2 separate regions of the Pan troglodytes genome follow, and region 2 is linked to region 1. Evidence: chromatin contacts called from public HiChIP or PLAC-seq data. All regions are on one chromosome and are shown on one strand. The core of a region is the stretch at or near the end of the contact, and the rest is flanking DNA. Distances in the headings are between cores, read along the strand shown. Region 1 holds the start of DTX4 (deltex E3 ubiquitin ligase 4). Region 2 holds the start of OR5A2 (olfactory receptor family 5 subfamily A member 2).

The links. HiChIP or PLAC-seq counts read pairs in DNA pulled down with a chosen protein or histone mark.
Region 2: an H3K4me3 HiChIP or PLAC-seq map of stem cell-derived excitatory neurons shows a contact between it and region 1, with 6 times the contacts expected there. The contact joins the promoter of OR5A2 here to the promoter of DTX4 in region 1. A contact is called at or near these places in 5 of 7 Hi-C or Micro-C datasets (blood, induced pluripotent stem cells, a lymphoblastoid cell line and 1 more) and 1 of 1 datasets of contacts at active chromatin or transcription factors (stem cell-derived excitatory neurons).

What each region holds. Positions count from the first base shown.
Region 1 is chr9:61,401,063-61,405,765 of NHGRI_mPanTro3-v2.0_pri, reverse strand. DTX4 (deltex E3 ubiquitin ligase 4) reads right to left here and starts at 2,782. Exons shown (of 9, transcript XM_009440478.5): 1 at 2,568-2,782. The coding sequence starts at 2,778.
Region 2 is chr9:61,650,791-61,654,911 of NHGRI_mPanTro3-v2.0_pri, reverse strand. It overlaps OR5A2 (olfactory receptor family 5 subfamily A member 2), which reads left to right and starts at 1,884. Exons shown (of 2, transcript XM_054661742.2): 1 at 1,884-2,126.

The DNA of each region.
Region 1 (4,703 bases), core at 1,533-4,032:
TCTAAAAAGACAAAGCTCTCATGTCAGGAAATGTCCCCATACAGAGGAGGCAACAAAAAAGGAGAGGAATCGCCTCTGGGCAGGGGACTTCCAGATCTCTTTTGTTTATGGGGATGTTTCTGGTTCCCAGCTTTGAATTATGGCTTAAGGATGGTGGGTAATTTAATTAAACATTGGGAGGGCTTGGCTGAGGTTGCCTGGGAGCCACTGGTTTAAAGTTCCTACCCTGTCATGGCCTCATCAATGAGATTGAGAGGAACTATGAGTGTGTTGGTGGAGAAGGGAGAGGAGGGGGCTCAGAGCTAAGAAACCCAGAGATTCTTCTATTCTTCTTTGACAAGCACCCTGACAGACCCAGCTTTTCTGGGAATTCAGCCCAGTGTCCGCAGCACCCAGCACAGGCCCTGGCGCACAGCAGAGAGGTATTCAGGATGGCTGACTGACTCTAGCAATGAGCGGATGAAACCACAGCAGTCTGATGATAAACACACCCTGAGGCAGCCTTTAAAATGATTCAGGGCAAGTTCTCTGCCTGAGGTTTAAAGTCCAGGGAGCACCAGCCTCTGACTAAATTGCTCACCACCAGGCAGTCCTCAGGTAAGAGTGATCAGACCTGGGAAACGTAGCTTCTTTCCTTCCACCCAGTTTTCTCTACAACTTCGCTTCTGTAGAAAGGGTCATGAACCTTTGTAGATACCTTGCCTATCCTAAGTACCCCCAAACACAGATTCCACCTTTGCCCTTTCCAAATGTGGGAAAGGGGCTGAGACGTTTCTGTCACAAGGGTGGTTTTCCAAATGCTGCAGAGATTTACTCTGAAATAGAAAAGCTAACACCTGCTTTTTTTTTTTTTTTTTCAGGACTGGAATCCCCTGTCAGGTGCTTTAACTGCTGGTCTCTCTCTCTCTGGTCCCACCTCCGTGGCTCAGCTCCGCCCAACACACACCCCCTCCACCCTACACACACCCCCTCCACCCTCACCTTCTGATGCCTCCACCCTCACCTCCACAACCTTTACCCAAGTTGCACAATGACATTCTCTCCCTCCCCCTCAGCCACACTTAATCCTCTTTCTCAATCTCCCCACATTCCTCTCTATTCTCTCCTCCTCCCAGTTTCCCTCAGCTCCACACAGGGATGAAGCCCCTCCAGATTCTAACACTTCCAGAATCCTCTCCCCAGAAAGCTCTCCTCAATCAGCCAGTGTCTGCAGAGTCCTTGGCAAAGGGGTTGCTGGGAGTTATGACTAAAGATGGGGACATGAGGGTGGAAAGATACCCCTTTCCCATGACAATCCTAATTAGCACACAGGATGTGGGGGCTTTCCAAGGAAGCAGAGAGACTCTGCTCAAACAGCTGTTCACTGGGGAGGGCCTTTCCGAGTCATCTTCTCTACTTCCTCCCCAGCACACCGGCCTCTCCAGGCTCCTCGGTTGCACTCTTGGGAAAGCCGAGCCAGAATTCCAGAAACAATGGCCCCCTCCCCACCTGTCACTGACGGAGGCAGAAACTCTTCCCGGGTCATCGATTAAGCAAGGACCAAGCAAAGAGAGTCAGTTTTGCTCTCCCTTGGGCAGCACCCCCACTCCCCACCCCCCAAGGCCCCATCCTGGAGGCTCCCTTCCTGGCTCTGACCTGGAAAGGCAGGTCAGCTGGGAAGCGGGTTTGTGCTGGCTACAGTGACAACTTGATTCTCATGAAAAGATAGGAGTTTGGCGCTCCAGGAGACCATGGGTTCCTTACAGGCTATGGTTTCAAGAGGAAGCCTGGGGACAGTTTCTCCTTAGGAATCTGCGTCCTCCTCCTCCGCAGACAAAGGGAGCGGCTTCCCTGCCATGCATTCCGAAGCCCCGAGCCTCCCCCTCCTCTCTCCATCTGCTCCGGCCTGTTGCTTCCGCGCATGTAGTGTGTAGCAGAGGCATTCGCCAATGCCGCGGCGTCCAGGGTACCCCAGCCCTAGTCTCTCCTCCCAGGGAGCCCGGCGCTTCCCTTACCCGACTGTAGCGAGAACCTCCGGGGAATCCCTTCTTCCTCCCCCAGTTCCCACACCCAGGACCCAGCTGCGGGGAGGCATCCCACACAGGAGACGCAGAGGCAGTGAGATCGGGGGTGAGGGGACGTGTGGCAAGCCCCAGCGTGCCTGAAGCAAAACAGGGTCAGGTCAGCCAAGGTGCCGGCCGCCACGGGATGAGGGCAGGAAGCCTTTGCGAAGGGCTGGGATTGCCTGTAGTCTGGGGCGGCCCTAGAATTTCTACATGGAAAGACTTAGGGCCACCAACTGCTGAAAAGCGGGGGCATGAAAGGGGTGGGGAGTGGATTGTTACCGACTAGGTTGAAGCTGGGTTTGCAAAACCACAACACTGATACTATTTGCATGGATGTATAAGGGGGAGGGAGGATCCTGCGAGGATCCAGCGGAGTGAATCGCCTCCCACCACCACCTCTTGGTGACACTGCTGCACAGAAGTGCCGACTAGGTGGCCAAGGTGGGTTCACAGGGAGGGAGGTACCTTGGCAGGTTGGGAAGGTGGGAGCAGGCGGGGCGGGGTCAGGGGCGGCTGGCTCACCCGTGTCTTGGCGGAACTGGTTCATGGACTGCAGGTCGATGATGTAGGGCGCGAGACGGCTGTCCACCTGGCCCAGCACCACGCTGCCCCCCGCGCGGGGGCCGGCGCGGACCACCGCCTCGATGTGGTGGCTCACCGCTGGGCTGTAGGGACGCCAGCGGCCGTGCTCGTTCAGCCATTCCCAGACCACCACGGCCGAGGCCAGGAGCATGGCGAGCCCGGGGCTGCGGCGCTGCGCGGCCCGCCTCCCGGGGCCCGAGCGCCCGACCTCCTCCGCTTCCTCCTGCGCCGCCGCCTCCGGGCCTCGACCGCGCCCCCTGCCCCGCGCCCCGCCGCCCCGGGCAGCCTCAGCTCCGGCCCATGGGCTCCTCCCCAGCCGTGCATCCACCGGGGCCGGGACACCGGGGCCGCCTGGCTGGGACTGCGCGCCGCCGCCGCCGCCGGGGTCCGCTGCTGCTGCCGCTGCTCCGTGGGGTCGAGTCGCTTCATGCAAATGCCCGGCTCTCTGCAAACAGGCCCCTGCCTTGCAAAAGCCACTCGGCGGGCGCGCGGCCCGAGCCCCGGCGGCTGCGAGCTGAGGCTGACGGCGAGGCGAGGACCCAGCCCTCGCACCAGTTGCGCCTCGGGCTCTGCAGACGCCGGGGTGGGATCTCGCCGCACGGCCGCGCTCGGAATGGCACGCTCTGGTCCCCTCCCCTCTCTCCCTCCCTCCCCACCCCTTCGCCGCACGAATTGCAGTCGCCGCCGCTGGGAGAGCTCCCCCTGCCTGTGGCTCTGCTCAGTTCCTTCCAGAATGAACCACCCCTCCCAAGCGGGGCGCTAAGGCAAACCCGCGCCCGCGTGTGTTTCCCTGGTTCCTTGATGCAGAGAAGCGACCCGCCATGACACGGCCCCAGGACCACCACTGTCGCCCAGCCGCAACTTTGCAGCCTCCTTCCCCCAAATGTAATTGTCTCTCTCTCTCTTTTTTTTTCCTTAATGCAGCATGATCAGTGTTCGCAGCGCGAACTGGAGACACGCATTGTCTCGGGGCTTGCGCACGCACTGGCACACTCACAGTCGCACACACACGCGCGCGCACCCCCACTCCTTCCTTGCCCCGGCTCCTATTACCTCATCCTCTCCTGCATCCTTAGCTGTCCGTCAAGGAAGCAGAAGACACGCCCCCTGCTGCTCGGGCGAGTGCCCTGGAGCTTACCCGCCCCCTGCTGGCATAAAGTGTCGTGTGCCGGCCAGTGGCCACTCCAACCTCTGCTGAGACCCAGTCCAAAGGGATGCAGCAATTTCGCTAATGATGGATTTATATTACCTACGTAGAGAGCAAATGTGGTTTTTCTGGCCAGATTCAACGTACTAGAGTCAGGAAGACGCATGTTAGATTAATTTTATCTGCATCGTTTCTGTAACTAAAATTATGAAACACTAGGAAAAACACGAGCTAGACTTATTTTGATCATCAATAGTTAATATGGAAAATAACCTTAAATAGGTAGGTTCTGACTAAAAGGGAAGACTGAAGTCAGGATTATGCATTATCCTTGTCAAAGAACACAAATTTTGTTTTGTTGAGATTGCAAACCACATAAAACAACGAATCGAGTCTTATCAAGATCCAAGTTATAGGATGCGGGAAAGTAAAAATTGATTATGTGTTAGAGAATGGGATTGTGAATCTTTTTGAAATAATCAATTTTTTCATAAATATCATATGACCCTTTTATGTTTTAGAAGAGTTGCTTCCCCCTCCCTCTCCTTGCAGCTGTCATTTCTCCCATTGTTAGAATTTTGCATCCTTCTACCTTTATCTTTCTCCCAACAGAGTTCTAAATACAAAGCAAAAGAAAAAGTGTGAGATCTGTTCTTCTTCAGGCCCCTAAAGGCACCAGGCTCAAGGGACCTCTGAGCTTTGTTCTTTCTGGTCTTCTTGCACAGCTTGGCCTCTAAAATGCCTAGTCGGCCTCTCCCTTAATTGGGGACTGTTCCTAATCCGACCTAAACAATACCACTCATTAAAATGTCGAGTTTCAGAATTAGAAGAACAAAAAGAAAACAAGGATACCTCGACTAATTATATCATAGGCCATTATTATTACCATTTTACAAATGACAGGACTTAAGGAATTTAAACTATTTGCC
Region 2 (4,121 bases), core at 635-3,134, 250 kb before region 1:
TGTCTCTGTGTTCTCATAGCTTTGCTCCTACTTATAAGTGAGAACATACAGTATTTGGTTTTCCATTCCTGAGTTACTTCATGTAGAATAATGGCCTCCAGCTCCATCCAAATTGGTGCAAAAGAAATTATTGCTCTTTATTCTTAAGATTCTCAATCTTACTTTGTAGATAGTCATTATCACTATAATCAGAGTTGCCATGACAGATGAAATCTATCACTACCCTATCTTATCAGCCTTTTCTTTTTCTTTTTTTTTTTTTGAGACGGAGTCTCGCTCTGTCGTCCAGGCTGGAGTGCAGTGGCGCGATCTCGGCTCACTGCAAGCTCTGCCTCCCGGGTTCATGCCATTCTCCTGCCTCAGCCTCCTGAGTAGCTGGGACTACAGGCGCCCGCCACCACGCCTGGCTAATTTTTTTTTGTTTGTATTTTTAGTAGAGACGGGGTTTCACCATGTTAACTAGGATAGTCTCAATTTCCTGACCTCGTGATCCGCCCGCCTCGGCCTCCCAAAGTGCTGGGATTACAGGCATGAACCACCGCGCCCGGCCCTTATCAGCCTTTTCTAATCCTAGAAAAATGTATCCTTCATAACTGTGAGATCTACCTTTTAAATTTCCCAGATCTTAACTCAGTATCAAACTCTTTCATAGTTAGTTGGGGTTTACTCTTTCAGCATCAGAATTTCCTAGGACAGTTTATCTTCAAACTTAGATAAGAATGTTTCTTTTGACGATGGACTTCCTTGCCTTTTCATGTTCACAGTTGATTCTTGAAGCCATTTACCTCCTTTTCTGTCAACAATCTTAGTTGCTAAATTTCTTCCCTAAATTAAGCCTATTACCTTGTAAGTCAAGAGTCTCAGTAATTATATGCCTTTATATAGAAGACATTTCTCTCATTTAATTTTTTTTCTTTTGAGACTGAGGATTGCTGACTTAGTCTCCATGAAATAGATGAATTCATTTTTTATAAACTTTATTCCTGAAGAAAACATTTAAAAAAACAGGAAATCAATGTTTTGAAACATCAGACTTTCAGGACTGGAGGAATTCTTGGAGAGTGAGCCCAATTCACTCAGGCTGGAGGGGTTAATTGACTTGCCCACAGTGACTCATCCAGGTAGTGGCATTGCTGGTAGTAGCACCCAAAATATTAAAAAGAGAAAAGAAGAGCCCCATCAAGCCCTTCATCCCATCCAGCCTCATTAAAAAAAATAAAGAGAAAAGAAATCTTTTCATCGTGATGCAAATAAGTCACAAGAAAAAGATAGAAAGGAAAGACACATTTTTGGCCATGACCCAAGAAACAGAGTTAATGACATCATTAGTTTACATTCATTGAGTGATTTCTGTTTGTTAGGCACTGTGCTAAGCCTTTCTTATTCACAGCTTATTTAATTATCACAACTCTGTTGAGGTAGGTATTCTTGTTACACCAGTTTTACAAATGAGGGAGTTGATAAGTTTAAGACATTAAACAACATTGAACATGTTTATATTGATAAAAGGGCAGAGCCAGAATTTAAACCCAATTCTCAGAGTTGGAAACATGTGTTTCTAACCAGTATATTTCAGCACAAGGCTTGGTGTGTTTATGTGTGGTTTACTTCTGATGAAATTTCTTTTAAGCAAAAGGCGTCTACTAACCCAGCAGGGAGTCTTCCTGGACTCAAATCAGGGAAAGCTCAGAGAAGAATAGGTAGGGGAATGGAAAGAGGCTCCCGTGATGAGCGGTTGGCTCTTTTCGCCACCACTCCAGGGAACAATTAGTGCTCAGAAATGTTTAGCTCTAATGATTGCTGGGCTTTTTATGTTGGACCCTGGAGTGAGTGGCAGAGGGCAGCCTCTTGGGGAAAGAATGTGGCTACCTCTGCCCGTTAAAATAATGAACTCCCACAGCCCATTTATTTGGAAGACTTGTTAACAAAGGAGCGGAGATTCCAGAAGCATGGTTTACTATTTACGTGAGGCCAAAGCATAAGAAATTGATGGAACGAGAAACCAGCCATGGAGCAGTGGGAAATGCAGATGACCTGGTTTGCAAAAGATGTTATGGCAACAAAGCAATCAATATTTCTTCTCTTGTAGCACAAGATTGCAGGACCCTTCTGCCCAATGCAATCCAGTAAGTCCAGCTCATTCCCTCCTACCTCATCCATTTAGCAGCAAATCACAACTATGCATTTACAGCCTATTCTACCTTTTATTTGTAAAATGGGGCGAGAAACGCTGCCACTTCTTGAGTCTATTAGGAGAATTAAATGGTTTTATAAAAATCAAGTCTTTCAAACAGTACCTCGCACACAATAAGTACTAAATAACTGTTTGATTATATTATTATATTATGATCGTTATATGATTATTGTTTGTGATTAATTATATATTATGTGTTTTGTTATTATAATAATAACACACCAAATATAGTAAGTCATAGGCCAAACCCTTCTGGTAAACTCTGAAGATAAGTGGTGGAAAAAAATCTATTTATTCAGCAAAATATTTACTGGGCACCTATGTCCCAGGCCCTGTTCTTTGTACTTATGATAAAACTGCCTTTGCAAAATTATAACTGAGGAAATTATGACAGTCAAAGAAATCATATCTACCTGACTCCATCTTGCTTCTAACCTTTAAGCTGTCTTTGTCCATTCTTGGGCATAAGCTGAAGTAACTTTGGGAAGGAATTCAGTTCATGGTTTGACTCTGAAACAAAATTAATAGCAGCTCTTTCCTGAAGAGACCCCCCTTTTGCCTAGGGACCAGTCTGTCTTTGCAGGACTAACAAATTAGCTGCAAGATTAGAAATTACTGTTTAGGGGTCATGCAGCCTCCGACTCCAAGAGTATAAACCTTCCCAAATTGGTCCTGGGGATAACATCACTATTGTAAAACCTAAGATCAGTGCTTGAGATATTTTGCAGACCCTGCACTAGATGGATCAGCTGACACCACCCAGACCCGTTAACTGGCTCAACCAGTTCTGCCATCCCACCCAGGAACAGAAGACAGCAAGAAAAACTCACTTCGACCCATTTGATTCCATCTCCAGCCTAACCAATCAGCATTCCCCACTTCCCAAGCCCCTACTCGCCAAATTATCTTTAAAAACTCTGATCCCTGATGCTCAGGGAGACTAATTTGAGTAATAATAAAACTCCAGTCCTCCTGCACAACCAGCTCTGCCTGAATTACTCTTTCTCCATTGCAATTCCCCTGTCTTGATAAATGAGCTCTGTCTAGGCAGTGGGCAAGGTGAACCCATTGGGTGGTTACAAGGATAGATCAGGAAACAGAATGGGCAAAACTCCCTGCCTGTCTTTGAGTAACTTACATTCTGGTAGGGAAGATTTCACCAAGATAAGAGATACCAAATTCCTCTTACTTCCTTTTTGATAGGATTAAATAGATTGATGTTTTAGTGAAGATCAATCTAGGCTCGTCTTGGTTTTGACTGCTTGACCAGTGATTTGAGGGGAGATTAGAAATTTGTAAAAAACACAAAGCTAGGAGCAGTTTTTAATATGATAAGTGACACAGAACCACAGTTACCATTGGGTGCAAACATGCATGGGCAAACAAATTCCATACAAATAATAAAATACAGCAACCTTAATTTCACCACTGAGTCTTTCTCAGGGCATTTCTGCCTCTTTATACGCATTTGTATTTCCTAATTTTTAAAAAAAATTTACTTTTTTTTTGAGACAGGGTCTCACTCTGTCATCCAGGCTTGAGTGCAGTGGCACAGTCATGGTCATGGCTCACTGCAGCCTAGACCTCCTGGGCTCAAGTGATCCCCCTCACCTCAGCCTTCCAAGTAGCTGGAACTACAGGCGTGTGCCACCACACCCTGCTAAGTTTTGTATTATTATTATTATTATTTTTTGAGACGGAGTCTCGCTCGGTCACCAGGTTGGAGTGCAGTGGCATGCGATCTCAGCTCACTGCAACCTCCGCCTCGTGGGTTCAAGCGATTCTCCTGCCTCAGCCTCCCCAGTAACTGGAACTACAGGCACATGCCACCATGCCCAGCTAATTTTTGTATTTTTAGTAGAGACAGGGTTTTGCCATATTTTCCAGGCTGTTCTCAAATTCTTGAGCTCAAGCAATTGGGCTGCCT